Linked DNA regions of Mus musculus: regions 1, 2, 3, 4 and 5 are each linked to region 6. The links are chromatin contacts, called in public Hi-C and promoter capture Hi-C maps. All regions are on one chromosome and are shown on one strand. Each heading gives the region's core, a stretch centred on a gene start, on an enhancer-like site or on the middle of the called end of the contact. The rest is flanking DNA. Distances are from core to core; before and after follow the strand shown.

What was found. Promoter capture Hi-C pulls out the DNA fragments that hold promoters and counts their contacts. Hi-C and Micro-C count contacts between places; a contact is called where the count stands out from the background.
Region 1: a Hi-C map of muscle stem cells shows a contact between it and region 6, with 10 times the contacts expected there. The contact joins the promoter of Cacybp here to the promoter of Tpr in region 6. A contact is called at or near these places in 4 of 484 Hi-C or Micro-C datasets (CD4 T cells, CD8 T cells, muscle stem cells and 1 more) and 2 of 9 other capture datasets (adipose tissue and liver).
Region 2: a promoter capture Hi-C map of pre-B cells shows a contact between it and region 6. The contact joins the promoter of Glrx2 here to the promoter of Tpr in region 6. A contact is called at or near these places in 1 of 39 promoter capture datasets (pre-B cells) and 2 of 484 Hi-C or Micro-C datasets (B cells and cortical neurons).
Region 3: a Hi-C map of embryonic stem cells shows a contact between it and region 6, with 8 times the contacts expected there. The contact joins the promoter of Ro60 here to the promoter of Tpr in region 6. A contact is called at or near these places in 7 of 39 promoter capture datasets (cranial neural crest, frontonasal cranial neural crest, hippocampal neurons and 4 more) and 13 of 484 Hi-C or Micro-C datasets (CD8 T cells, the G1E-ER4 cell line, cerebellar granule neurons and 9 more).
Region 4: a contact with region 6 is called in a Hi-C map of B cells, with 7 read pairs. The contact joins the promoter of Rgs2 here to the promoter of Tpr in region 6. A contact is called at or near these places in 1 of 39 promoter capture datasets (pre-B cells) and 2 of 484 Hi-C or Micro-C datasets (B cells and pre-B cells).
Region 5: a promoter capture Hi-C map of pre-B cells shows a contact between it and region 6. The contact joins the promoter of Tor1aip1 here to the promoter of Tpr in region 6. A contact is called at or near these places in 1 of 39 promoter capture datasets (pre-B cells), 2 of 484 Hi-C or Micro-C datasets (CD4 T cells and memory CD8 T cells) and 1 of 9 other capture datasets (adipose tissue).

Annotation. Positions count from the first base shown.
Region 1 is chr1:160,210,333-160,215,401 of GRCm38.p6, forward strand. It overlaps Cacybp (calcyclin binding protein), which reads right to left and starts at 2,560. Exons shown (of 6, transcript NM_009786.2): 1 at 2,315-2,560. The coding sequence starts at 2,335.
Region 2 is chr1:143,737,484-143,742,193 of GRCm38.p6, forward strand. It overlaps Glrx2 (glutaredoxin 2 (thioltransferase)), which reads left to right and starts at 2,085. Exons shown (of 4, transcript NM_001038592.1): 1 at 2,085-2,275; 2 at 4,165-4,228. The coding sequence starts at 2,178. Gm46161 (a long non-coding RNA gene) reads right to left here and starts at 1,683. Exons shown (of 2, transcript XR_001779472.2): 1 at 1,517-1,683.
Region 3 is chr1:143,774,907-143,779,636 of GRCm38.p6, forward strand. Ro60 (Ro60, Y RNA binding protein) reads right to left here and starts at 2,145. Exons shown (of 9, transcript NM_013835.2): 1 at 2,015-2,145. It overlaps Uchl5 (ubiquitin carboxyl-terminal esterase L5), which reads left to right and starts at 2,372. Exons shown (of 11, transcript NM_019562.2): 1 at 2,372-2,570. The coding sequence starts at 2,495. LOC115487685 (a small nucleolar RNA gene) reads left to right here and starts at 4,022; the gene lies at 4,022-4,156.
Region 4 is chr1:144,000,438-144,005,475 of GRCm38.p6, forward strand. Rgs2 (regulator of G-protein signaling 2) reads right to left here and starts at 3,712. Exons shown (of 5, transcript NM_009061.4): 1 at 3,572-3,712; 2 at 2,515-2,616; 3 at 2,343-2,404; 4 at 1,679-1,845; 5 at 1-1,437. The coding sequence starts at 3,681. The coding sequence ends at 1,243.
Region 5 is chr1:156,034,767-156,039,298 of GRCm38.p6, forward strand. Tor1aip1 (torsin A interacting protein 1) reads right to left here and starts at 1,714. Exons shown (of 10, transcript NM_001160018.1): 1 at 992-1,714. The coding sequence starts at 1,469. It overlaps Tor1aip2 (torsin A interacting protein 2), which reads left to right and starts at 898. Exons shown (of 7, transcript NM_172843.4): 1 at 898-1,342.
Region 6 is chr1:150,390,513-150,395,504 of GRCm38.p6, forward strand. Tpr (translocated promoter region, nuclear basket protein) reads left to right here and starts at 2,326. Exons shown (of 52, transcript NM_133780.3): 1 at 2,326-2,501; 2 at 2,844-3,146; 3 at 4,687-4,791. The coding sequence starts at 2,432. It overlaps Odr4 (odr4 GPCR localization factor homolog), which reads right to left and starts at 2,543. Exons shown (of 14, transcript NM_145511.2): 1 at 2,178-2,543.

The DNA.
Region 1 (5,069 bases), core at 1,310-3,809, 9.8 Mb after region 6:
TAGATAGTAAAAAAAAAAAAATAGCTCAAATAGCTCATTACTCTGTGGCCATTATATTATGATTTCCTAACAGTTTATAAAAAGCACAACAGTGAAACTCCGGTCTACAATCCCAAGGAAACTTGACTCTAAGATCCAAAACTGCAAAACTGTCACTCATCTTTTGAATTTAGAATCAAGATATTTCATTCAAAGTTTTTCAGTGGTTTCAAAATTCATATGGATTATCAAGTACCACTGTTGGTGAAAGTGGGTTGGTGGGACTTTACCACAGATTCTAAATATCAGCATAATAAAAAAAAATATTAAAAGCAAAGCAAGTACTTATTCCTAGGACAGAGCTTTACTTAACAAACGGAGAAAGGAAAAGGTTTTGCTTTAAACTGGAATGGGAATCTTTTTTTTGAGCTGACTCATGGCAGAATTCCCAGGCCCTCCCAGTTTTCGCTCTAATGGACTCTTTAGTAAGATACCAACTGATGCGACCTACAGGAGAACCATTGCTTGATTTTTGTATTCACAGCCCAGAAACCACTGACAGTGTAGGTTCTGACTGGGATTAGATAGAACAGTTTCCTGTCCACTTTTTCTTGCCTTCTTGGCATGCATTTGTTTTCTATACATAAACATTTATCTCCCTTTGAATCTGTTTCCCAGTTGTTAAATAGGGGCTCGGTCTGGCCTGGTGGCACATGCCTTTAGTTCTGCCACTCTGGAGGCAAGTGTATCTCAAAGACCAAGTGAGGGGTACTCAGTGAGACCTACTCCCACCCAACTGCTCAAAATGGAAGAACCCAACTCTCCTCCACAAAGACATGGAATTGGACACCAGGTACACACACAAATAGATGCACACAGCTATGAAGATGCATAGCCAATGCATGAGGTGGTACTACACCCTCATGTGGATGTTAGCATATGAACAAAAACCACCCAATAAAATAACAAATGTTAGTGAATGTGTGGAGAAATGGCACCTTTTGTGCAATTCTTGTGGAAACGGTAGCTTCCTAAGACTTTCCCTATTATTTGGCAATTACACGGACTAAAAACATGCCCACAAAACAAAACTTGTTTACAAGAAATCACAATCGGCAAGATGGAGAAACAGAAGAGTAGGAATTCCATCTGTACAATGGGACAGTATTCAACCACCCAAAGGAATGCCATACTGATACCACGACTGAACTAGAAAATCCTAAGGCTCCAGCCTAAGTAGATGGAGCACCTACAATGGATTTCTATTTAAGGAAACGAAAATAGTCTGCAACTAGGTAACACTGATGGTTGTACGACAGAAAAAGTTGAATTTCACATCTTAATATGATTGAATAAGGTGAATTTTAATCTCAGAAGAAAAACATGCCCCTATATGCATAGCTCCAAGTCTAAAGTCCCTTCTCTTTTGGAGACAATTAATGCTGCACAACTGTTAAGCCACCCTCTCCACTCTCCCAGTGAGCACGTGGTGCCTGCCTATCTTGTCGCAAGATACCCAGATGAATACTTTAACTTCCTAATTTTTATGTGTTTAAAGCCCATGATTTCTAAGTGAGGGAGAAGTTTCCGAAAAGCAAATCTTAACAGCCAATGTTTCTGTGAAAACAATATGTCAATCACATAAAACCTGTATTGGCCAAAACCCGGCAATTCAATTACTCTTGCTATGGAGACCTCGAGGATCCAAAAAGTCAAGTCATTCACATTCATTTTTTACAAATCTAAAAACACACGCCAGGCAATTTCCTAGTCGTACCTACTGCTCAATTCCCAGTAACTTTTTAAAAATTGCTTTTATACATAAAGACTGGGGGTATACCGGAACGGTAGAGAGCTTGCCTAGCGTGTGTAAGGCCTGCAGGTCCGCCACTGGCACTGCTAAATAAAAACTGAAACCATAAGCACTGTCCAGGGCGTTTAGAAATAATACAGAGAATGTATGTATAACCACCTATAAAATGAAAGCGGTGACCATGACTAGTCATGCGGGCATGGGAATTCCTTCCCATGGCCCCCGGCCCGGAGCTCAGAGCTTTGCAGGAAGGTTTCTGATCCCTGGCCAGGAACCGGGAGCCGAGAAGACCTCAGGCAATGGAGAGAGGGGACCGCCACCCGCGAGCCTACCACGAACCGCGCCAAAAATTGGGATCCAGACACACCCCCGACCTTCCAGCCGCGGCCGGGACACTCAGGCCCAGGCAGGCGGCGGCGTAGAGGCCGCGGGCCCGCGACGGGGGCAGAGCCGAGGACATCAGCCCCGGGAAAGCAGCCGCCGCCCGGCGGCGCGAGCCGGTGGGTCCAGGCCGACCCCTACCTCTTCCAAAACGGAAGCCATGCCGTCGCGCGTCAGACCCGAGGCCGGAGCTGCAGCGGTGCACCGAAGCAGACAGGAAAAGCCGAACACGCCACCCACGAGCGTCGCAGCGCCGGCAGCGAGCTCCACAGACCCGGCGCGACACGGCGGCCCGCCCTCCGCACGAGACGGCTCTGGAACCTTCGCAAGGCTCCACCGGAGCCTCCCAAGGCCCCGCCCCTCCGAGTCTAGTCCCGCCCCCAGGCTGGTTGCCTAGCAACGCTCAATTCTCGCGAGCGATCGAATGCTCAGGAGGCGTCCAGCCACTTCCTTCCGCCCCAGCGATTGAGACGTCGTTCCGCGCCGGCAGAACCGGGCTGCGCAGTCGCAGCTCGCAACCGCGGCCAGACCTAGCCCCGGAACTAACCTTCAAAGGTTTGGGGACCCGATAGGAAGTGTCTCGAGAAGGGCTGCTTCCGCTGGTGCGATGCGGAGTTGCCAGGCCGCCATCTTGTCTTCGGCAGCTCTGAGGTATCGGGAAAGAACAAAGGAGCGCCCCCAAAGAAGCACAACTACCATCAAAAAAGGACGGATTTGTTAAGGGAGGAAGGCTCCTAAGTAGAACAATGGCTTTAAGTGGGCCTTGGGTTTCTGGAGGCGTCCTGCGTCTAGCACCGTTGACGTGGCGCCATCTCGTGGGACTGTAGGAAGGTTGCACGGGCTTCCTGACTGGCTCTGGGCGCCGTGGTGGAAAGCGGCACGGTTTCAAGTGGCCGAACGCTCCATTCTCCCTTGCCTATATGAGCTCTTGATACGAAGTTTTCCACTGCCTTCGCTCTTTACTAGCGGTTTATTTTGTATTTTCAGCAGGGTTTGGATTGAGTGAATTTCCACGTAAAATGTGGAGGAATTCTTAGGACTTTGGGTTGCAGCAGCCCGGATTAGTAAACCCCCAGCGTAAAACCGTTTTTCAAATTATCTTAATTATGACAGCATAGAGACGTCCATAACACCCAGTAAACCGAGACAGAAAACAAACAGTACCCATTGGGAGGTAGAGCAATCTGCTGTCAGCTTACAGATGCTTAGGGGAGTTACTAGCATCAGCAAGTCAAGGAAAATGCTGCTACACTACACTTTATATTAATGTAACATTAAGGCATGCAACCTGTACGAACTTCTCACACAAACTTGCACAAAATGACAAGTTAGACAGGGATGTATGTCGTGTATAGTTGCAACTTAAATAAAAGTCTCAAACCACCAGTCCCATGGCCTATAGTGATAAAAATAAAAACAATCCTTTTCTGGAGTGGACAATGACAGAAAGGTGCCACCCTTTGAAGTTTATGAAAAGGTGAAATAAAAAGGAGGAGGACATGGCTACTTCTAAAGTATGGAGAAGATTTTTTTTATTATTTTTAATTTTTTTTTGTAGCTATAAGGAAGACAGGCAGAGGGAAGGGTCCAGGTCGAACATGACTGTTAGACTAAATACAACATAAGAGCAAGAGGGGCCTTGAACCTGTAAGAGTCCATGAATGGTCTAAGAATCATACCCTAGGCTCAAACAGTATGTAAACGCACAGAGTGTTTTATTCTGCAGAAGTCCAGCGGTGCTGGAGTCTCCCATTACCAGAAATAAAGAGTCAACCAAGTGAGCTTGAAGGCCTGATTTAATGCATGTTAGGAGATTCCATTTATTCCCTAGGGGATGACCTCTAACCCCATTTCTATCGACATTCCATTACTCGGGCATGGAGACTAAAAACTGTTGCTGAAGAAGTCTGGAAACTGGTGCCGACCCATTGTCCTTGCCTCAGGCCAGGTGGTGAGGCAGCTTCTGCGGACTGGCCTTACCCAGTCAAACGGTCAATTTAAAGCCTGTCATGGAGTCAGCCTAACCTTCTCAGACCAAGAGAGGCTGACTCAAACAAGAGACCTAAGTAGCAAAAATGGTTGAGTTATATAGGGACTGGTTTTGGCACAAGACACCCCAAGTCCAAATTCTCAACACAAAGATTTATTTCCTCTAGTGGGACAAGCAACAGATAGAGGCCTAGGAGAAGCAGAAAGGAGCAAGGTAGAGAGTGAAGGGCTATTTGTCCTAGAGGGACAAAGGACTGTCTCTGATTAAGAGAGGAGTCCAGGTTGGGAGAGAACAAAGGAGCATCCCCAAAGAAGCACAATTACAATAAAAAAAAAAAAAGAACAGATTTGTTAAGGGAGGAACACTGGCTTTTAAGTGGGTATTGGGTTTCTGGAGACATCCTGCTTTTAGCACCTTTGACTTGGCACCATCTCCTGGGACTGTTAGAAAGGTATCAACTGGCCCTTAGGCAGTTTATAAAAGTCAAATGCCCTGTTAGGATGAGGTGTTTCATTTTAATTGGTCATGTTTATTAGGGTGGGAAAGGGGGGCTTTTTGTTGCTGGATTTAAATACTTTGATAGCTGGACCTTGATAGCCTCAGGAAATGTTCAAAAATGGAACAGACCTTGGTGGCTGACTTTAAAAATGTGATCTAAAGGTTTTCAGTGGGCAGAGGGTATAGGGGAAAAGAGCAAGGCCTGCCAGAGCCACGTGTGCCATGCTCATGCTGGCTAGAGTCCCTTCAGGGATCAAACTGGAAGAAGGGAAACAGAAGCCCAGACTCCAGGAAAGGGAGAGGTTTAGGGTAGAGGGTTGGGTGAGGAGTGCTGGGAGGACTCACAGACACTGAGACCTAGATTTCTTAGAAACCTAACAGTATTATTATTTGATTTGGGTATAGGTT
Region 2 (4,710 bases), core at 835-3,334, 6.7 Mb before region 6:
AGGGCAGTAACTATAATGATCTTCTCTGCCAAAATCCTCCTTTCCTCCTCCTCCTCCTTTTGCTTTGTTTTTGTTTGTTTGTTTGAGACAGGGATTTGAAACAGAGAACTGTTTAGCCCAGGAACTAGCTCTGTAGATCAGACTGGGCTCACACTTGGAGATAGGATGGCCTTTACTTCTCCAGTCTGGGAGTAGAGACATGCTCCACAACCTCCGGGCCCCCAAATCCTCATGTTGTTGAAGTCATCACTGTTGGTCCAAAGCAACTTCTCAAAACAATAGTGCTGCTGACAATGTCCTGAACAGAGGACTCTGACCCGGTGGGTAAACAGAAAACTTCAGCTCCTGTTTACCAGGGACCTCCCTTAATCTGCTCCCAAAGTTCAGTTACCTTACTCAGACAGACAGACAGACACCACACACACACACACACACACACACACACACACACAGCCTTGACAGTTTGATTCCCCCAAAATTTTCCTTCTAGCCATGGAGTGGTTAAGTTGGTGATTTTTACTGCCTGCGCCCTCTTGCTTACTTACAATCCCAAGTGTGGACAAAAAGTATTCTTCTTATAGCTATCTCAGGAAACAAGCTAAGTCGGAAAGTATCAGTCTAGCTCAATGCATGATGCTTATCTCAGGCATAATGTTGTTAGTACTTGCATGCTGATGTTTTTTAAAAGAGCAACTGCTCACTACAAATCTCATTTACAGTATATTAAAATTAAATTGCGCAGAAGACATGGTAGTGAATGGTATCCCAGCATTTAAGAGATGGTGCTGGAGGATTGTAAAATTGAGACGCATGGGGATAAACAATGTATCTCTAGAAAGAGGGAGGGGTTTACATTGTTTCCCTTAATTGAGCCAGAGGTAAATTGTTCTTCAAAAGTTCTACTTCAAAACAAACAACAAAAGCCACAGTAACTTTCCTAAGTCGCTATCTCTTGGTAAAATTATTTTATATAGCAAACTTTGATTTTCAAAGTAAATTTGGGCTTTATGAAAAAAAAAACATGTTATGCCCCTGGGAGATTTGTTTTTGCAATTAACTTGATGATTATGAAAATCTTTTATGATTTGATGATATACAGACCAAGGGAAGTAAAAAAAGAGCAACCATAAACAGAAGTTCTAATTTTGTACCTTGGCAACATGAATCTTAAGTTTGGGTTCAGCATGGAGGCTCAAGAAAGGTATGGATAAGCCGGGCGTGGTGGCGCACGCCTTTAATCCCAGCACTGGGGAGGCAGAGGCAGGCGGATTTCTGAGTTCGAGGCCAGCCTGCTCTACAAAGTGAGTTCCAGGACAGCCAGGACTATACAGAGAAACCCTGTCTCGAAAAACTAAAAAAAAAAAAAAAAAAAAAAAGGTATGGATAGTTTCAACGATTGTTCATAGTTTTAGATACACCATTAGACCTTGGCTTTCAGTTTCAGTATCCTCAGTGTATAGAGCTAAGGGCGGATCCCCCTGAACTTATGAAAACACGTACAAAGGGCTATTATTACCGTCACTGAGAGGCTTGGATAGGTTTGTCATTAGGAGCTGCGGCAGCCATGGCTGTTAAAGCCATGATGAACTGTCTCTGGGCTAATTCGTTTCCTAATTTCAGTTTATTTTAAAAACACCACCTTGCTTTCTTCGGAAAGAACGTTAAACATTGGACCGCCTGTGTTTTTCACTTTCTGAGTACAATTCAACCTGCCTATGGACTCCGGATCAATAAATTAATCTTAAGATGACATTCCGGTCCGGTCCATCTTTCACATCCTAAACCTGTCTGACCAGAGGTGGTGACTGACCTACCTACCACCCTCAGGTAAACACCGGGCCACCACCCTGCCTCGAGTAATTTTTCTTGTGGCTCTCCCTAAGCCTCTTTCTTAATCCTGAATGCGGGCGTGAGGAGCTCGGGAGAACTCGGTAGAGATCGGAAGAACTCGGCAGGCAGGTGAGTGCCTCGCTCTACCGCCGAGGATGCGAACCTGCAGGCTCGCGGGCACGCGGGCGCGTGGGCGCGCGGAGACGGGGGAGCCAGGAAGCGCGGCGAGCCCGGCGGCGGCGCGGACAGCCCGATGGGGCGGAGCGAGGCCGCCGGAGGGGCGGGCTTCCATCGTCGTGGTCGCGATCGCCTGCTGCTCTCCCGGAGGCTGCCGGGGACCTTTGGCTATGTCCTGGCGCCGCGCGGCTTCGGTGGGGAGGCGGCTGGTGGCGAGCGGGAGGATCTTGGCGGGGCGGCGTGGCGCGGCTGGAGCTGCGGGCTCGGGGTACGCGGCGGGGCGGGCCGGGCCTGCGGGGCTTGTGGATCCCTGCGGTAGTGTTAGTGTGGACCCAGCCGGCTTGGGGGACAAACAACAGACGTCCTAGTCTGAGCTTAACAAATACAGCATGTGGTTTTAACTCAGCGTAGACCTGGATGGCCCTGAAAAGAGACTCCCCTGCTTGTGGGAACTTATATTGAACTTATATTATCGTTCTTAGATTGATTGTAAGTCTTTGCTATCCTGTCGCAGGATGTGAACTTGACTCATGCTTTTAAATGCCCAAGGCTTTGCAGCTAGTAACTCTGGCATCCTGTAGATGTGGTTTCTGGCTTGATGGGAGCATTGCTTTCCCTGGCTTCCTTCCTTAGCATAACCCTGGGCTGGCATACCAGTGATGGCCAATCAGGCCTGGCCTAGGCAGCTGTCAAGACGTCTGTCTCAACATCCTATACTCCCCTGTCTTCCAGGGAGACTTACTTTCTGAAAGCGCTGGTCACGTGATGTTAACCATTTGCCAGATCATTAGGACTGTTTCCTATTGGAGATATCTGGTGTATATCCTGCTTTGCCCACCTACCACCTCTTAGTAGATGTTTCATAAATGGAGCGCGACTAGTTGGTGCTTTATCAGTGTTGAGGTATTTCATTGGGCATTTATGCGGTGCCTGCCCCTTTCCTTAATAGGAAAGCTAAACCAGAAATCGAAGGGACTGCCTTAAGAAAGGTAGGGGTGCTTTTTTTGGAGCTTTTTCTTTGGCAGGGAATATGCCTCTTTGGTCTTTTTTTTTTTTTTTTTGGTTTTTCGAGACAGGGTTTCTCTGTATAGCCCTGGCTGTCCTGGAGCTCACTTTGTAGACCAGGCTGGCCTCGAACTCAGAAATCCGCCTGCCTCTGCCTCCCGAGTGCTGGGATTAAAGACGTGCGCCACCACACCCGGCTGGTCCTCTTAATTTCTTAGAAAAGCTCACCCGTCGTAAATGCCACATAGGTTTAAGGAGGTGGTAAATGCTAGATTAGAGATTTTGTTTTTAGCGTTGAAAACCCAAATAGACTGGATTGATGCCATCCAGCGTTCTTCCAGGCCAAAGCCATCTGGCACTTTCCTACTGCTTTGAACTTCACAAACCCTGCTAGCATTTTTTTTTTTTTTTTTTCTCAAAGCTGCCTCCCACAAAGTAGGGAGCAGTCTTCCAAGCTTCTTACCCCCTCCTACCCTCTCTCTACCTGGAAAAAGCACAGATAGTTGCAATGATTCCTGTCTCTAACTCATCTTTGTTGTTACGGAAGGTGATGCTTGTTGCAAGCTTATTTGAAGTGGTACAGAGTGACCAAGTAGAGCAGATATTCATCATCCAGGGCTAACATGAGCTGGGAAAGGCCATTTGATACAGATTCATTCAGAAACAGGACTGAAACTCTACACTGTGATTTAGGACGTGTTTTCACTGGGGCCTTTAAAATTTAAACTTAAAATAGCTTACTTTTGCACTTAATATAAGTAGCTGGGTGTGGTGGCTTTAATCCCAGCACTTGGGAGGCAGAGGCAGGTGGATTTCTGAGTTCGAGGCCAGCCTGGTCTACAGAGTGAGTTTCAGGACAGCCAGGGCTACACAGAGAAACTTCCTGTTAAAAAAAAAAAAAAAAAAAAAGAATAAGAGTATACTGAACAATCGAACCAGAGATTGGTTTTACTAGGTAAAATTTATTGAAAGGCTGCTTAGAGAAGCACGTGGGTCCTGCTGGTGTTAGCGGACAAGTACTTTGAGAACTGGTGTTTTGTACTGATAAAGCTTCTTCCTGCTTTGTGTATTTGGACATATTCATATTTAAGGTTGTCTTCCCTGCTGGGGGGTCACCTCATTAACTGTGCTGATCTTTTTCATTTGTTTTAGAATGGGAAACAGCACATCGTCGTTTTGGGGGAAGTCTACAACTACTCCTGTGAACCAGATCCAAGTGAGTGATGGGGAAGACCGAGGAAGAAGAAATAGCTCACACGGTTAATGTACTTCTTTTGTGGCCAGACTTGACATAGTTGGGAAAATATTTTACTAAAGTAATATCTATTTTAAAAATTGCTATCAAAGTTATCCTTGTGACAAGTCCTATACCATTTCATTGGTTAAAGTTTCTGAAATTTCTTCTTCTTTCTTTTTGTGTGGTTTCTGTGTATATGCTATACACATGGCTGCATGCTTGTGTGGAGGCCAGAGGAGGGATGTCCAGTGTCCTGCTCTATCGGTATCTGCTTTATTCCTTTGAGATAGTGCTCCAGCAGTTCTGTCTCTACGTTCCCTATCACCCCCACCTCCCAGAGCTGGGGATATAGGTGTGGTCTCCTTGAGTTGCCTGGAATAACTGTGAACTGCTCTCAGGCAGGCTGCTCTTGAACTTGACATGTTGCTTCAGCTCCCTACATAGCTGAGATTATAGACCTA
Region 3 (4,730 bases), core at 895-3,394, 6.6 Mb before region 6:
CAAGAGGTCTCAAACTGCAAAGCCTGAGGACTAGCTTTCATGATCCCAGAAGGCTTCCAAGTGAGGGAAGCAACTAACAATCCTACCCAGCTGTGGTGCCTATGAACTACAGTGTCCAGCATGCCTTCAGACCGACTCATTTGGAAATGGTCTTCTGCAGTTTAAGTCAGGGTCCCAGCTACACCTGAGTAGAAGTCCCTAGAGAGAACCTCTTCTGGCTGCAGAGTAGGCACCTTGGAATTGCACCTTGCCCTGCTGGTGACTAGGTCACCTACAAAACTTCTTTGCATATATAAGTCTCAATAAAAACATTTAAATATAGAAAATCGAATGGCAGTTTACTTCAAGCTATTCATTCTCCTTTTTATTACTAAGGGCTAAAATACAAACTACTTTAAAATTGGCGACATTAGATGACATGGAGATACAATGGTTCCTGATAGTTTCAAAATCTTTTGGAATGTACCAAGCGCTAGGAGTATCTTAGTAATACTAATGAAGTGACTCAAGCTGAGTTTCAAGACAGCTTCCATCAACTAACAGTAGCTTAACTCCTTCTTTCTTCAACTGCCAGTGTCCCCTTTCTCAAAACCCTAAGCTGCAGTCCAGTGGTTTAGAAGGCAGCTGGGCAGTGAGGCAAATCAAAGTCTGGTTTTCTGGTAGTCTAGTCCTATGGAGTCAAGTGCTATAAGCCTAAGTCAAAACCAATCAAGTGAATTCTTCTTTGAGTTGTTCTGACCTCTTTAAACACAACAACAGTCTCCCGAATTTATACCACTTGAAGTTTTCTAACATCTCTATAAATTAAAGCTTTAGAGCCTTTAACTGTTAGAACTATGGCAACATTTGGAGCATTTTACACTTGTTCTTCGACATAAGGCCAAGCAGTGATGTGTTGATCCATATGTTGTCCATTCTCTTAATGCAGAATGTAAACCAGATAGCAAGACACTGATGTAATAACACTTCTGCTTCAAGATCTTCTGGACTACAATCTATATACGTCGTACCATTACTAGTACAAAGATTACCATGTTTTCCTTCAATTTACACAAACATTAAGCCAATATTTCATGTAATTTGGAAAGGCTAACTTTTTTTTTTTCACCCTGAGAAGTCAAGCAAATACGCAGTTTCTTTAAAAATAAAAGCCAAGGCTAATTTTACAGTAATGAAGCTATAATACTTTACAAAGCCAGGATCCCAGGTTCAAATGGATATGCCATACACAAAGGTAATGAAAATATCAACTCCATTAAGGGCGATGCAATGAAAAGTATTGAGGAACTGTGGCAAGATGTCACCATGGTAGGATGCTCTGAGCAAAAATTTTTCCTGTGGAAGCCAAAAGCCTTCCTTGGAACATACTTTTATGAAATGATGAATAAAACCACCTCCGAAGAATGATAAGTATTAATTACAAATAGCTATTTTTTGTTCTATTCATCAAAACCATTTCAAGTGTTTTTAAAATAATGCACTATTAAGGGGGGAGGGGTGGCGGGAGAGGGATGGTGCGCATTTTTCCGTAAGGCACTTCATCCCGATACATGAGTCTCTCATCCCTTGGACGAGAAATCTTTCTCCCTTCCTTGATTATTATTCCTCTAAGATAATTTCCTTTCGGTCTTCCCACAAAGCTCCTTCCCAAACCGGTATCCGAGACAACGCCTCTATGCCAAAGCCGCAGGAAGAGAGAAAAGAGTGAAAAGGGGCCTTGGCACGTTCGCTCGCCAGGAGCTTTGCAAGTGGGAGAGTTGACCTGAGTTCCCCAAGATTCCATCCTCCCGGAGCAACTAGGCCAGGTTCGAAATGTTCAGATGCGAAGTCGGTCCATGCTCTCCTCCGGCGGGTGCCGGAGCACAGAGGCGGCGAAGGCTTTGCCTGGCCTCTGACGCTGGGATGCGGCTGGAAGAGAGTGCGCACCGGCCAGCCCTCAAGTGCCCAGGATCGCTGGGACTGCCCAAAACGCGGTTCCCCGGCCCGCAGCAGGCCTGCAGTGACCCACCTTTACCTGGAAGGTGATGCTCAGGACCCGCGGCGCCTACAGAAAGCCTGCGTCGCACCAGGAATAGGAGGCGGCCCGAAAGGGCGAGGACAGCTCCAGGTTCGGGTCGGAGCGAGCCCCGCCCCGCCCCGTCTCGAGCCCCGCCCCTTCCATCGCCCCGCCCCAGCTCTGGGGTGCCAAGGGTCCCGGATGTGCCTCCCTCCGGCGCTCCGAGGCCCCGCTACTTCTCCGGCCCGGCAGAGGGCGCTACGGATCCTGAGAGGCAGGAGAGGCGTTTCGACGTCTCCCGGGTGGCTAGAGCGTCCTTCTGTGCTCCGGCGCGCGGCAGGTGACGGCGCCCGGAGGCTGTCGGGAAGTAGGCGGGGTGACGTGGGGTTGACGCTCGGCGGCGGGTTTTGCTGAGGTCTGCGGCCGGTGGCAGCTTGTGCTGCGGGGCTCCGGAGAGCGCGAGGTGGAAGCGGGGCGGTGTGTGTGTGGTCGGGGACCATGTCGAGCAATGCCGGGGAGTGGTGTCTCATGGAAAGCGACCCCGGGGTCTTCACCGAGCTCATTAAAGGATTCGGTGAGCACCAGGGGGACCGTCCTGGGCCGGGGGTTCCGGGAGGAGGCCCGCGTTGGGCCAGGCGGTCACCTGCCGCCACCGACGCCCGGCGTCGGAGAAGTGACTTCAGGGACTGGAGTCGGCGTGTGTGGAAAGTAGGGCTTCTGCCGCGTCCTCGGCCCGGGGCGGCCGCGTCTCCGCAGTGATCTTGGGAGCCACACCACGAGGGGAAGGAGTCCCTCTGCCTGTGCACTGCTGTGTTCTCCGGACTTGGGACTCGGACACTTGAATTGCCTCGAGCGTCCTCCTTCCCTGTCTCCCTCCCTCATCATCTCCTCCGCGCTTCTCTTGTCCTTTCCACTGTCCCTTCCCTGCGGAGCCTCCCTGTCTCCAGTGTGGTCAGGTGCATCGCTCAGGCTGTCGGTCCTGCGGAGCAGCCGGTCTAGGGCGTGTGTTTCCCCGGGTGGTGTCTGAGGCTCCAGCCGCCCAGAAACTCGAGATTCTAGTTTCCCAAAAGCAGAACTTTCACCTTTCGTATGTGGGCACCTCTTCCGGACCTCCACAGATAACCGTCTACGCGGGTCTGCACTCTACTTCCCGCAATTCTTTTACTCCCTCCTTTTTTGACTTCCTGTGAAGTTGAGTTTTCTCGAGGTAGTGCTTTTGCTCAGAGGCCACATGCTTAGCTCTGAATTTCTCTCTGACTTTATTTCCTTCCGTACTACTCAACCAATAGGACAGTTTATCCTTCCTCGTGTTCCCAACGTTTTGGGGGAGTTTTTTTTTCCCTCCATTTTCATTTTGATTTTTTCTAAGATATTGTTTTTAACTGTTTTGTTAAAATGTGTACCCAAAATATAGCAAACCTTAATGTAGATTTTGTGTACTGTACATGGCTGAATATTTCGAGCATTGCGTAACATATGTTCAACTGTACTTCGGGCATACAGTTACGGAGTTGGAAATTTTAATGTGAATAATCGGAATGCTGGTCTGAAGAACTGAGAGTCAATCTAGAATAACATGTTGGTTTACGTTTAAGAGTATACAGAAATTGTTTTAACTGTGTAGATCACAGAGGAGCTGGGCAAAAGGAAGCATGATCTAGTGTGGTTACCTAAAGGTAGCTTATGGAGCAGCCAGCAAAGTAACTAAAATATGGTGTAATGAATAGGCAGGCAGTGTAGAGATCTTAGGTAAAAAGGTAAAGCCACGCCAAATCAGATACCATATTGTATAGATTAGATTGCCTGGAAGTCACTGGGGACTTACTCTGAAAAAGATGTGGAGATCAAACATAATTAAAATTAGTTTGTGATTAACATGATTGTGCTTACAGTATTTAGAGTTAAGATAGAATGAATGAGATGACTCTTTTTGAAAATGGTAAGTTTGTGGGTGATTGGCTTGACATTAAGCCCTGGGGTACAGAGAAAGTAGAGTCAGCAGTTAGGTAGTATTTCAATCTCAGGTTGCATGTGGAAATACCTTCTCCTCATTCTATTTGGAGCAGGAATGCATCCAGAACATGCTACACTAAAAGAGGAGTTCTCAGGGCTGCCAACCTTACAGTAGAGGTTGAGTAGTAGTATATTTCTCCTACAGAAAGAGAAAAGAAAATTAGCAGGAGTTGACTGACTGTAGGAAAGAAGAGTCAAACGTGCTTCTGGCTTGGGTGGATAAATAAAGTATCATTTGAAGAATAGACTTGATAGGAAAGAAAATTAGATCAGTTTTGGACATTACAGAATTTGAAATGTTTACAGGTTAAGTGATAATTTTTCCTCTCAAAATCTTTAACTGTCATTTAAAAAGTTGACGTTCAGAGATAGTGGCCCAAGTTTATTTTGAAACTAATGCAGTCTAGGGCTGGTGGTATAGCCAGCCTGGTTACCGAAGCCTGATGACTCCTGGACCATGGAAGAAGGAGCTGACCCCTTCTGAAAGCCACCCACTCGTTTGTGGCACATGTACCTTAGTATTCTCCACTCACATACACAATAAAAGAAAGAAATTAGTGGAGTCCGTAAACTAGCTGCTGTTTTCAGTTTCACATGTACAGAAAACTTGGAATTTGAAAATAATTTAAAGTTAGACATTTTAGTAATATAAGTGCATCTGCACATACTGAGTAAAGCAGTCGTCAGTAACGGATTGTTAGTAATGGATTGTTGGCTCCTA
Region 4 (5,038 bases), core at 2,462-4,961, 6.4 Mb before region 6:
AAAGCACTTGCTTTCTTCTTCAGTGTTACCCAGAGTAGCACAGATTATTAGCCAAATGAAGGCAGGAGGTGCAGGAAACTTGGGGTTTTCGTATTGCCCCATCACAGAAGAAAGAACTGACCAGGTTCTTGCCCATGCCAGGTGTCTGGAACCAAGCATACGCCAGGCAGGCCCACATTTACACGAACCTTTTCCTTTTCTTAGGCTGTTTGGCCCTGTAACTTTACTTACTAATATTTAGCTGGTCCTTAACACACAGGTCAATGCTCTTTTTTTCTTTTTCTTTTATTAAATAACACATTTGACTTTCACAATGAGTGGTTCTAGGAATGTGGTCTGATGTTTTTAAGACTACATAATGTCTATAGGTTTAAGGAGAACATCTTCCTCGAAGCAAGCATTTCCCACTTCTCAGCTGTTGATTTCTCAGTGGGCAGGTACAACAATTGATCCACACTGATACCTCTTTGCTAGAAAGTTCTTTTCTCTGATAGCTGACATATTTCCAGTTACTGAAATCAAACAACAGAACCACATCGGGACTTCCAAATGTTCAATGACATTATTTAGCAAAATAAATTTATTAAAAGTATTCAAAAACCACTTCAAAGTTTAGCTGCCCGCAAGACAGTTTTTGGCACTCGTAACAGACGCTGGTTCTACAGCACGGCACAGCATTCGGTCCATCACACACACCATTTAACAACTCAAACATACTTCTCAGTTTCAGTGATACGTGACACACTAGTACTAATGATCTGTAGTCCTAAGAACGTCAACACCCTTGCACACAGTAAACATTGTAATGTTACTTAGTACTAAAATATTAAAACTAGAACTAACACCACTATGTGGTAACATGGACTAGTTTAGGGAAGGTGTACAGCCAACTAGCTAAGGCCACATAATCCCAGACCTATTGATTTTAAATGCTCCAACAACATTGCATCGGATCTTTCATCTCAAACTCTGCTTTCCCGACAAGGAGGAAGAACACATTCAGAGGCCTGTTCCCTCCCTCTGTTCTTCACACAGTGAGGGAAGCCGTTCTCACACAGAGCCTCTCCTAGGTTGCTGACTTCCTGATTCACTACCCAACATTGAATCAATAGTTCTGAGCGATGTTTTCCTAACACTCAGGCTGAATTCAAGGTCAGTTTTTTTTTTTTTTCTGGCAGGTCACAGCCTTTGCTCTTGGGAGACAGAATGGAATGTCCTTTGTGTGTGGGGGGACTCCTGGTCTCATGTAGCATGGGGCTCCGTGGTGATCTGTGGCTTTTTACATAAGTCCTGGTAGAATTCGGACTCCAAGAACCGAGGATAAGAATTGTTCTCCATCAAACTGTACACCCTCTTCTGAGCTGTGGTGAAGCAGCCACTTGTAGCCTCTTGGATATTTTGGGCAATCAGAGATTTCGTTTGGAAGTCTATGTTTATCTGAAAGAACAAAACAAAAGTCCATTTATTGGCTAGTCAACACTGCAGATTGATGCTTAATAATAAAACATAAAGGTGTAACTTGTGATCAGTTATAACTGTCAACTTTGGAGAAACTTAAATGTTAGGACAGCTGGGATGAGAGGCGCACAGGGCTCTTCTCACTTGTGCTTGAATGTGGTGTATTCAAGTCTCAGGTTTCAACAGTGTTGAAGGTGATCTGAGGCGCCTGTCTTCTTACCTCTTTGGGAGCTTCCTTCTCTATGAAGTCGGTATAGATTTTCCTTGCTTTTGAGGACAGTTTTTGGGGTGATTTGGTTTTTTTGAAGTCTTCACAAGCCAACCAGAATTCAATGTTTTCTTCACAGAACTCGGACTTTAAAAACGCCCTGAATGCAGCCAGCCCATCTGGAAGCACAGGAAAAGCAGCATGAATGGAACGACCGAATTATACACAGTTCTTCTGCACAAAATGATCAGTTTCCTAGACTTCATTCAAGCCTGTCATTCTCTAGGTCTGGCTCTTTAAGCACTAAGATGCCAGTAGGCAAAAATGCTTAAGTTTGTAGTCTGCAACAAAAGTATACTTAACTTCACTGGCACTGCAAGACCAGTGTTTATAGGCCATAAGTTCACTAGGAACTAGGGCTTTTGAAAATATTCTATGCAATGGAAAAGCTGACTCAACCACAGCCTGAGTAACTGGCATTTTAATTTTTAGGCTAACTTTTCTTCCCCACCTGAGGTGAATACCTCTTGCTTCCCCATGATTAAACCCAGTGATATAAGGGAAAGAAAAAGAGGCTTTGAACTGTCAGTGGTGGTAATGTCTAATGCACTTCTTGCAATCATTTCTAGGCTTTTAAAGATACTGGTGAGAGATCACATTCAAGAGGTGAACTTACATTTACTGGCCAGCAGTTCATCAAATGCTTCTGCCCAGAGCTGCGCTTCCTCAGGAGAAGGCCTGCAAGAGAAGTTCCGCAAATGAGCTCCCCAACACACATCAGTTCCCCTTCCCCTTTTGCTTGGCTTGGTTAGATATTCATCTCTGTAACTACAGGATCCGAAACTTACTTGATAAAAGTTTGCTGTTTGCTTTTCTTGCCAGTTTTGGGCTTCCCAGGAGCAGAGGAATTCTGCAAGAAGTAGCTCAAACGGGTCTTCCAATCCTTTAAGCTGGAAAAAAAAAGAGAGAAAAAAAAAATACTTCAAGTGGCAATTCTTGAACGGTCAAACTATCATCAGCTGCAGTAGCTACAAACAAAGCAGATGAGTCTCTCCCTCTTAGCTTTTAAACCCAGCACCTCAGAACACAGTTTTATCCATTCATCCGACTATAATGAGCTTTACAAGCAGGATAGGACTACATAACAGCCAGGGTATTTTAAATTTTCACCAGTTATTTCTGACCTAATAAACAGGTAGTGGATTTTCTGCATGGTTAAACTACAGCTTGCTGTCATTTTTCAATTGAGAACAGCAGTCTTGACCCAGCTGATGTTTCTTCCCTTTCTGCACTGGGGGTAGGAGGGTCTGCACTATGCCAGAGACAATGCATAGGTGTGTGTGTGTGTGTGTGTGTGTGTGTGTGTGTGTGTGTGTGTGTGTGATGGATTCCCTAGCTCCCCTCTGCGACCGCCCACAGTGCTTCTCCGCAGCAGATACTGCAGAGCAAATTACTCATTCCATAGTCGTGACTGGGTGAGCCCTACTTTATGATTTAAAAATGGATCTCATACATTGCGAATCAACTCAAACATCTCCACCCAGCAGCTATGCAAGCAGCTCAGAACTAACAATGCAACGTCCAGACGCCGGTGGACGTTATTCAGCTACAGGATTCTGATGCCACATTAAATGCAGAACAAAAAGCCAACCAGCCCTTCTCAGATCATCTACCGCCACCTTCTTCAACCATTTCCTATAGTTCCTAAACTCTCGGAGCTCACATAGAAAAAAAGCAAATACCACCATATCTAGCAAGCTAACCCCCCACCCCCCAAGCCCCCACACTTTCTCTGCAGAGGTGCAGACTAGAGAGCATTCAAAGCCGAGATCGAGGGAAGGTAGGTCCCTAGCAGCAAAGCCAGGCTGGGTATGAAGAGCTCTTCGGGAGACAGGGCATACTCACAGTGTCCGCTTCATTTTCTCCCGCTTCTCCTCGACCTTGGGGCCGTTGCCTGCACTCTTGTCCATGGGTACGCAGTCGTGCTGGACAGCCAGGAACATGGCACTTTGCATTCTCAGACTCCCGCGGCCACCGCAGCTGTTTGAGGCCGGGAGCGCGCCGCGGGCTTTTAAGGCGGGCGGCGGCATAGGGGCGGGACCTGGAGGCGTCAGCCACGCCCCAAGAGAGCGCGGATTGGCTCGCTGCAGACGGCACGAGGGCGGAGTCGCCCCGGCCTGTGGCAGTCACGGCAGCCCCCGAAGGGCCTGGAAGCGAGGGCGCTGTTGACGTAGGCGCCGCATCCTCGTGCGCACACAGGGTGGGAGGTGGCGGGCGGGGACACAGAGAGATTTGGTAGGCACTTCGGGCAGCCACGCGGTGAAGGGTCTCCGAGTTCTTGGCTTTTCCTTTACTGAAGACCGTACCTTTTACTCGTGTGCGTGTGTGTGTGTGTGTTCGCGCGCGCCCCACCTTTGTATCTATTGTTCATCCGGACACCCATAAACTGCAGCTGGGATGGGGAGAGCCCTGCTGGCTGCACTCAGCAACTCTACCTATTTTAGAGAAGGAAATCAAACAACTAGAAAAACCTGAAATATGGACTGTTGAGTAAGGTGCTGTAGCTCGCTCAGGCACCTTGGAATTCCTAAAGGGAATTCCACGCTACTCAGGGAGGAAGCGGGAGAAAGTTTCTATTAAAACCTGGTGTTTTAACCAGTTCTGCAGTTTTGATCTTTAAATGCATGGCTGCAGCAGGCTGTGGCTTTGCAGGGTCGTTCCCCAGGAGACCCGAGGGGCATCTCCTGCGGGGCACAGCAAAGATCAGAGAGATAGGTGAGAAATACAAAGGGAAACCCAGGATCTCGCAGTTCTGCTGCACACGGATCATGTGTAGTTTCAGAGCGTAAGGAATCAGGATTTCCTCATGAGTCATTCACGGTTGAACAGATTTAGGAATTACTAGATGTTCAACTGCTTAAGTTAAGGTGGCGGTGCAGTGGGGGCTAGAGCTAGATGTGAGAGCCGGTTGGTGTAAAGAATTTGTTTGGGTAAGCTTCATTTGTGAGAACCCCTGTCTCTGCTCCTGCAGGGTTTAATAAGCCCTGATTTGTAAGAACTAATACATGACTTCAACTACAAACTGATTCAGCTTCCTATGTTACCAGAATGATGCGGCGGAATACCTAAGTGGTTTTCCCATAAAGTCTGAACAGACTAACAAAAAGGTACGGCTTAGGCTCTAGTTATTCTGATTCATACTAGATCTACTAAAAGGAAAATGAAGACCCATTCTCAAACTGGGAACCAAGCAACACATTGTGACAAGCTGAGGGTAGTTTGAGTCAGAGATCAAAGTCTGCAGTCGCTAATGAAGAAGATTGGTATAGCCTTATTATAGAAGGAATATCATTTCGATTTTAGCAACAAATA
Region 5 (4,532 bases), core at 464-2,963, 5.6 Mb after region 6:
AAATCTGCAAGCCAGTTTACTGTGCTCTAAGCTTTAAATCCACTCCTGTTCAGATGCATCAAATGTATTAGGGAGGCCATCCCACTGTGACTCTAACCCTCAGAATTTTACCTCATAATTAGGTGACTGACATGGGGCTTACTGGAACCACCTGTGACTCAGTTATATCCGAGTGCAGGGAATAAGAGGATGGCTTGAAGAATTTGGTTCATCTGTGTGACTTAACTAAAACTATAGTACACACCCTGTTGGCATCTGGGGCTTCATATATAAGCTTTACTAATAAATAGAACCTTGTTTTGTTTCAGTAGTTTGTCAGTCTTGACTTGTTTAGCTACTTAAGATTACCGTGATGGCCTCCAATCTGGGGGGAAAGTCTGGCAGAGACCAGACTCTGTATTTGGAGTAATGTCACCAACCCATTCATTAAAGTCAGCTACTCCTCGTAGCATCCGCCTAGAAATGATCTCGTTTTCCCAATCTTGGTGAAAAAAAAAAAAAACGAAAGAAACCGACTGGAAAGTTAACTTAAAAACAGGATTTTCAGCTGGGGACTTGGGGCCCCCGAGATTTAAAAAAAAAAAAAAAAAAAAAAAAAAGGAAATGGAAGTGGCTTCAGTAGAAACTTCAGAGGACGGAAATGAAACCGAGCGCAGAGTAGTTTGGGGCTCCGACAATGGCTTAGCCGCCGACCTCTAGCAAAAGCCTACAGAAAGAGGAGACCTAGACCCCCCAAACTGAAGCTCCAGGACTAGGCAGAGCTGCCCGCCTCCGCTCGGGTCACTTCGCACCACCACCTTCCCGCGCGGCCCACTGCGTCCTTCCCTCTTGAGGGTCCGGGTGGACTCAATCCGGGAGTGCGCGCCCAAAGGGCCGCAGAAATCACCAGGACCCAGGCGGGGCCGGAGCGGGGCCGGCCTCCACGGGGGCGCGCCTGCCGCCGCGTGCCCGCCGCCGCGCGCGCTCCCGAGCCCGCAGCCGAGACTGTTACCTTCGCGGTCCTCACTGGAGGACGGAGAGTCCCGTAACCCTCGGCCGCTCGTGGCCGGAGACAGCTGCGGCTGCTGTGAGTGCTGCTCAAGGCGAGCAGACCTCCGCGTCTTCATCTCCTCGGCTTCCTGGGCTCGCCGCTGCCTCCGTGGTCGAGAGCGAAGGTTGTAAGCGCTTTCTCTCACTTCCTCTCCCGCAGAAGCCGGCCGGAACTTTTCTGGCGGGGTTCGTCTCCCCCCCGGAGACCTTTCTTTGGCCGCCCGGGGCTCGAAGTCGCCGTACACTTCTGCCGGCTCCTCTGAAAACCTCACTTCCCGTCGTCCGCGGCGCGACGGGTGAGCTCCGTACGCAGGCGCGTCACTGCTGTCGCCATTTCGCGGGTCGAGCCTCCGCCTTCCCTCCCGGATGGGGGCTCTGGGTGTGACGTAGATGGCCCAACCTTCTCCGGGCCCCTCGGCCTGCCACCTTTCTCCCGCCATAGTTGTTTACGTAGCTGGTAGTCGGTTCGTGGCGATAGATTGGCCGCAGATAGATTCCGCTGCGGGTAGTGGCGATGGCTTCGGGGAGGTTGTCGCAGTGGTCAGGGAGGCAGTTGAGAGTCGCCGGGGCCGCCGCCTGCGTCCTCGCTCGTGTGCCACCAACCAGCCTCCAGGCCCATGGTGTGTCCTGAGGGCTGTCGGAGAGGCAGTGCCCGAGCTGGGTCAGCTGCTGCGGGTCACTCCCGCCTCCTGGCTGAAGGCACCAAAGAGGAGGAGAAGGGGGAGGAGGACGTCTCTGTCCTTGGCCTTGGAGGGAAAGGTGGGGGCGACCAGGAGGTGGTAGGACAAGTGGCCTGTGCCAAGCTGCTGATGGCCAGTTGCCCACCACCGGGGGCGCTGGTCCTGGCTCCCAGAGGCTTTGGGAAAGGGCAAGTTTCAGTCCTTGATCCCAAGCTGTTGCGCAGTTCCCCTGCTACTTTGGCCACTCCTTTTCAAATGTCCCTGGGAGGAGAAATGATCAGAAAGGCAATTCTGCATGTCATCTTATGGCGAAAATTATAGTTTCATGGACCTTTATGAAATTGCTTTTACCCAGTTTAAAATTTTTATTCACCTGTTGACCCTTTAAAATTGTGTTTAGTTACACTCTTGGGGTGTGTTTCCATTTTTGAGTCGTAGCCATATCAACCATATTCTTGAATTTTCACGTGAATGGTATACCAATAAGCTATACCCTAGCCCTAAAAAAAAAAAAAATCGATTTTGAGTTTTTATTTGGAAGCCACATAACAGTGATTTTGAAAAAAAACTTAAAAGTATTTGCCTTTTTCCAGTATTTTAAATAATGACCTTAAGTTGTTACTCAAACTTAGACAAATTCCCAGTTACTAGAATTTTCACAAATAGTCTATAAATTTGGTCAGCAACACAGATGACTCAAGAGTCATGTTTGGAGCTTCATTTAGCATTGTTTATTAACTACAAAGAAGGGGAGCCATAAGGAGACAGCTGCCCTTTTTTTAAAGATGTGTGTGTGTGTGTGTGTGTGTGTGTAAGTGAGTGAAAGGAGGGAGGGAGGGTGATCTCTGCCTGTCCTGGAACTGTAGACTAGACTGGCCTCAGCCTCACAGAGATCAACCTGCCGCTGCTCCCCAAACGCTAGGATTAAGGGTGTGGGCCACCACACTTGGTAGCACTTTTTTAGAAAACAAAACTTAAGGAAAAACGAAAGTGATACTCATTCGTGGTAGCCTGAAAACTGGGTGTGGCTTTTTTTTTTCTACAAAACGCTGAGAAGTACTGATAACTTGGTAATGTTTGGCTTGTGTCTTTTCCAGTAATGCTTTGTTTGTAAAGTGCCTATTTACACAGTCAACAATCACAAAAATTCTTTAATAGATGTACAGCAGTGAAAGGATATAAATTTTTGTAGTGTTTATATTCTAAGCTCATAAGGCAGTGTGTGCAACAGATGACTAAAGACACCTGGGTGCTGGCTTGTTAAACTCTGGTTTGAAGGATACATGAAAAAGAAAGTGAAGAGGTTCTATACATAATTGGTCAATCAGAGAAAATGAGAGGTTACAAAGATTATTGGATAATTGGCATGTGCTTTGTTTTGTAATTAAAAGTACTTATAAAGTAGTTTTATGAGTGGCTTTTTCAAAGAAAAAATAAGGATGTTAAAGTTTAGAGGCAGTTAACTTCGCATTTAACATAGATTTGCTTAGGATTTTTCCCTCTTGCCTAGGTCATAGGTATGTGTCATCTTTAGAAGCTGTCACCCACACCTAACAACTTTGCAAAAAACAAACTTGGATTACTATGAGTTAAAGCCAAATTCTTGTCAAACCAGATATTCTGCTGTAGGTGTTTTCCAACCTCTTTTGAGCCAGCCTTGAATATATTCTAAAAGATTATTATAGACAGTAGATTCATTTCCAGTATTATAAGAGATCTTTCTGGGCCATGAGTGTGACGATCTGAGCTTTGAACTTAAAACAGTTTCTTTGGGAACTAGAAAAATGTGGAAGAATGAAGAGTTTTACTTAGAGAATTTGCCATATGTTAGAGAAGACAGATGCACAAAAATAAACTGGTATTAACTGGTATGTGTATCTGACAAAATTATTTCTAGAAATCCTGTGTTCTTTATATTGGCTCTCTAAATTAAGCAACTTTTACATTAAAAAGAAAATTGTGTATAGGTGTTTTGCCTGCATGTATGCCTGTATACCAAGTATGCCTAGTGCCAATGGAGGCCAGAGGAGGGCATTTGACCCTGGAATTGGAGTTACACAGTTGTTAGCCACCATGTGAGTGCTGAGAATCAAACCTCCATCCTCTGTAAGAACAGTCAGTACTCTTCAGCAATTTTAAATGAAAGTATTTTATTGGGGAGGGCTTTTCAAAACAGGGACTAATGTAGCCCAGACCGGCCTAGAACTCACTATATAACTGAGGCTAGCCTAGACCTCCTGATTCTCTTGCTCTAACCTCCCAAGTGCTAGGATTACAGATATATGTCACTGTCACCATGCCTGGCAAAACACTTAAAAATATTTCTTAATTATTGAAAGATCGAGGAGGGTGGATTACCTAAGTCTCTCTCTCTCTTTTTTTTTTTTTTTTTTTTTTTTTTTTGGCTTTTCGAGACAGGGTTTCTCTGTATAGCCCTGGCTGTCCTGGAACTCACTTTGTAGACCAGGCTGGCCTCGAACTCAGAAATCCGCCTGCCTCTGCCTCCCGAGTGCTGGGATTAAAGGCGTGCACCACCAAGCCTGGCTGCCTAAGTCTTAAGAGTACTTACTGTCCTTGCTGTTCCCAGCACCCACATGGCGCCTCAATAGCTTGTAGCCCAGCTGTAGGTGACCTGATGCCCTCCACTGGCCTCCGTAAACACCAAGAGCATGGTTCACATTAACTCCCATAGCTGCACTATACACATATAAGTAAAATATTGGTTTATTATGCATAATCACTTTTTTAAAAATCTTTTGGTTTTTGGAAATAGGGTTCCTCTGTGTAGCTCTGGCTCTGTAAACCAGACTAGCCTCAAACAGA
Region 6 (4,992 bases), core at 1,076-3,575:
GTACAACTAAAATGCAGCTTTGGAAATCTTTTTTTTTTTTAATTTTTTAAATTTATTTTATTTATGTGAGTACACTGTCGCTGTCTTCAGACACACCAGAAGAGAGCATCAGATCTCATTACAGATGGTTGTGAGTAACCATGTGGTTGATGGGAATTGAACTTAGGACCTCTGAAAGAGCAGTCAGTGGTCTTAACTGCTGAGCCATCTCTCCAGCTCCCAGCTTTGGAATTCTTAGTACAGTGCTATAAGAAAAAACTCCCGCTGCTAGGCAGTGGTGGCGCACGCCTTTAATCCTAGCACTTGGGAGGTAGAGGCAGGTGGATTTCTGAGTTCGAGGCCAGCCTGGTCTACAGAGTGAGTTCCAGGACAGCCAGGGCTACACAGAGAAACCCTGTCAAAAAAAAAAAGAAAGAAAGAAAGAACTCCCTTGGGGCCAGAGTGGTGGCTTAACGGTTAGCAGCCCATGCTGCTTTTCCACAGAGCTTGGGTTCGGTTTCCAGCATCCAAGTCCAGAGGTGCACAAATGCCTTTAGCTGCAACTCCAGGAAATCTGACTCCCACTTCTCAAGTCTGCACACATGTAGCTTGTTCACACAAATATACACACCAAACGATAATAAATCCAAAAATCTTTTGAGAAAAGAAAAGAAGGAACAAGAGTCCCAGCCAGATATGGTGGTGCAAGCCTGGAATTGCTGTACCCTTGAGGATGAAACAGACTTGGCGCTTTGAGCTGGAGGCCAGCCAAAGCTATATAGTGAGTTCTGGGACAATCTGATCTAAAGAGTGAAACCCTGCCTGGAAAGACACAGGAAGAAAACAAAACAACAATAACAAATATAATTACCAATTGCCATGAGAAAGCAAAGTTACTTCTCACTCTTGGGATAAGGAAATAAGGATACCATTCAACACATCTAATTTCTTATTTTAGATCTACTCCTTAGCTGCATTCTCTATGACAATTTATTGGTGAACTTCGATATTCTTGTTTCTAAAATATGGAAGCTGAATTTCTGATTAGTTCATTAAGAGGAGAGAGACTCAAATTTGTTTACCCAATAGTGACTGTAAAACGACTGTTTTCTACAAATTGTGCAAGGTGGGAAGGCACAAATGTGTGATTGCTGCTATGAGACAACTCCTAATAACAGCCACTTAGGTAACCAGTCTGCAATGACAATTATCTATATTGCTTCAATTCTACACGGGACATTTTTCTAAGGACTTCACATGTATTGATATTTAATACAAATTCCTGCACGGTAAGTACTATTATTGTCGTCTCCGTTTTATACATAAAGAAATCAAAAAGAAATGTTAAATAACTCCTCCAAATGACTAAAGTAGTGAGTGTGAAAGGTGGGATTTAAGTTCTCTCAATCTGTTTTGCTTGCGGTGGCAATGATACTCAGCCCTTCAATTGAATCATTGCAGGAACATCTCCTGTTCTCATCTCCTGTCCTCTTCTTCAGCTTGTGAATTCAGTTATGAATCTCCTACTAATTTAATCCCTCCCATCCCCTTCATTAAGACAGAGCCTGACTCCTAACACAGGCTGTCCTGGAATGATAACCCCCCCACCTCTTAATCCCTGTAGCTGACACCACAGGCATGTGCTCTCCTTATTTTCAATCAAAAGGCAACAAATTCTTCCAGAAAAGTACCCAGCCATGAAACGAAGTACACGCTGATATTGCTGAGTCGTGTTCGGGAAACAGACATAGTTCTGTTACTGTGGCAAAATGACAAGTGTCTCAATAAAACTGTCCTAAAAATGTTAAAATTAAAAACGTCAACATCAGACATTTGCCTGCAATGTCATCTTACTACATAAACAACAAAATTTGATTTTTTTTCTGTTTAAAATATTAACCAGACTACTTTAATTTCGCACTAAGTCATTCGGTACCTCACACCCACAAAAGCATGTAGGTACCAGGTTTGACACTAAGCTAATCTCCTCCGAACAGGGCTTGAGTGTGCACCAGTGACTGACTGTTCCATATGGTCCCTAAATCCTTTCTTTTCTCCCCGAAAAGGAAGCTGGTGGTGCCCGGGTGCACACATATTCCTTGGCCGACTAACTTGATCTCAGAATGTGCACATGTGGCAAATAAATCCCTGGAGCTTTCTGTCAGCGAGAGAACTCGAGTTAGGGTACAAGTAGCTACCTTCAAAGGCCAGGTGCCACTCAGGTCCCCACGTCCACAGCCAATGATCTCATCAGAAAGCGACAGCAGAGACACTTCCTACTCCAAACGCGGGTCGCGGCCCCAACGGGTGCAGACTGATGACGCAAGCCGTCCCGCACCCATCTCCGCAGCTCTTCTACCCAAGCGAGGGAGGCCTGCACCCCGCCCCTCTCGGGGCACCGTTAAGATCGTGGCGGTAGCCCAGAGCCTGTCGAGACACCCTGCCGTGACCCATGACCTCTGGTGGCTCGGCTTCTAGAAGTGGCCACAGAGGAGTACCCATGACATCCCGGGGTTTTGACGGTAAGGTCGTCTTGCTCCTCCGGGATAAGGACGAGGGTGGCTGCGTACTTATGTAGCGCCCCCGCGCGGGCACTCGTCACAGCCATAGGAGGCGAGCCGGGGGCGGGGAGAAAGAAGGAAGTGGGGCGAGAGGTGCGGCCTGAGCGCGCGTAAGCGGGTGAGAAATACACTACATTTCCCAAGAGTCTCTGGGGCTGGAAACCGGTGAAATCCCCAAAAAACTGGGGCCGAGGCTGCTGTGAACTCGCTTTCCCAGCGTGCCTAGCTCCCGGTGGCTGCGTGCGCAGAGAGGGCGCGGCGGCGCGGCTCTGGCTGCACCTAACGCGGGACTCTCTTTCCCAGGGTCCCGCCGCGGGAGTCTCAGGCGGGCAGGCGCGCGAGAGACCGCGAGCGAGGCGGCGGACGGGGCGGCTCCGGCGGCTGGGCTCCGCGCTTCTCCTTGCTCCTTGGCTTCTCCTTCAGCCGCTGCGGCTGTTGCCGCGATCCCGGCCGACATGGCGGCGGTGTTGCAGCAAGTGCTGGAGCGCCCGGAACTGAACAAACTGCCGAAGTCGACGCAGAACAAACTTGAGAAGTTCCTGGCCGAGCAGCAGTCCGAGATCGACTGCCTGAAGGGGCGGCACGAGAAATTTAAGGTGGAGAGTGGTAAGTGTGGAGACGCTCTTCGCGCTCCGGTCTGGAGCTGGGGCCCGACCTCCTTTGCACGCCTGCCCTCTTCTCCCTGGTGAGGTGTTCAGGTAGCAGCTTCTCAGGCTCCATGTGCAGCGGAGGCCTTCTCTCTTCTCCCCGCTGTGTGGTTTAGATCGGGGGGCGGGGGGATCCTCCCCGATCTAAATCCACCTTCGTTTACCTCGGTTTCCTTTTACTAAGCGTAGTCTTCTGTGGAAACTCCTCAATGGGCCCACCGACAGAAACTGGAGAATTTGGCCCAGTTTGCACCAGATTTTTAGGACTATGCAATCCTAATCTAATGTTGTTTTGCTGTACTTTAAATGACAGTTAAGCGCCCCCCCCCCAGTTTGTTTGTTTTTAAACTGGATTTATAAGCCTTTACCCATTTCCCCCCTTTAGTGCCTTGTTTTAGTGTGTATAGCACCCTGTGATCTAATAATGCAGTAGATGGTCGCGATGAGGAATTTGTATACAAAAGGACGGTACTAGAAAGAGCAATGAAATGCGATAAATGAATATATGGTGGTTCTCCCAGAGCGTTGAGACTTGATAGGAAATATATAATAAAAATATCTGCTTGTACGTTCTTGTCGTTGCTTTTGTATAAGGAAATTAGAGACATAGCTTAAATATTCTTGGGAGAAAGAAAACAGTTATTTAAAAAACAGAGCCGGGCGGTGGTGGCGGCGCACGCCTTTAATCCTAGCACTTGGGAGGCAGAGGCAGTCGTATTTCTGAGTTCAAGGCCAGCCTGGTCTACAGAGTGAGTTCCAGGACAGCCAGGGCTACACAGAGAAACCCTGTCTCGAAAAAAAAAAGAAAGAAAAAACAGAATTTTTTGTCACATGTTTTGGTTTATCATTAATTGAGGGAATGGGGTCTATAGTATGGTAGATTGATTAGAAATTTCCACCTAATTTAATTTTTTTCTTCAATAAAGTGTAGTTATCAAGCAACGTTGATAAGTAAAAATATCCAGTTATTTTGTGACTCTTAAGAAGTTTGTATAATATACTGTATTCTGTTAATTAATTTACACACAGTCAATACTGAGTAATTTATATGTCCCAATAATGGGATGAAGTAGACAAATGCAGTCCCTTTTTGTGGGAAGTCTGCATGTTTATTTTTACAGAAATTTAGGCATCATTTAAATTATTTTTACATTAACCCCTTTAAAACAATGCACTTTTTAATTAAGTATTTTTATTTATTAGGTAACTTATATTTAAATGTTTAATAATCTCCTGAGATCTGGAGAAAATACAACCTTGCCTGCCTAGATGAAATTAATTTATGAACCCTCTTTTAGTCAATGTTGTCTTTATATGCCAGTTAAGAATAACAGGAAAGTCCTTTTCAGTTTTTAATCTGTTTATTAAGATTAAAATTTCCAATAGTGTATCTTAAGTTTTGCAGTCAGTATTAGAAGAAATAAACAGTGGTATTAATACTGCTTTCAAGGGCACGTGTGCATGATGTTATTCATAGTGTGTGGACTTGTCTTTTGTAGAACAACAATACTTTGAGATAGAGAAGAGGCTCTCACAGAGTCAGGAGAGGCTTGTCACTGAAACCCGGGAGTGTCAGAACTTGAGGCTGGAGCTTGAGAAGCTAAGTAAGTATTTGATTATATCTTTATAACTGTTCTTGGATGCCCAGCTACACCTTTGAAAATCACACTTGCAGGGAGCTGCCCCTCCTGGAAACAGACTTTCCAGGTAGCAAAGCCCTAAGCAGGGATACAAACAAGGTAAGAATCACCTAGCTCTCCTGCCTTCAGGCCTAGAGGCAGACTGATCACACTATGGACTCCAAA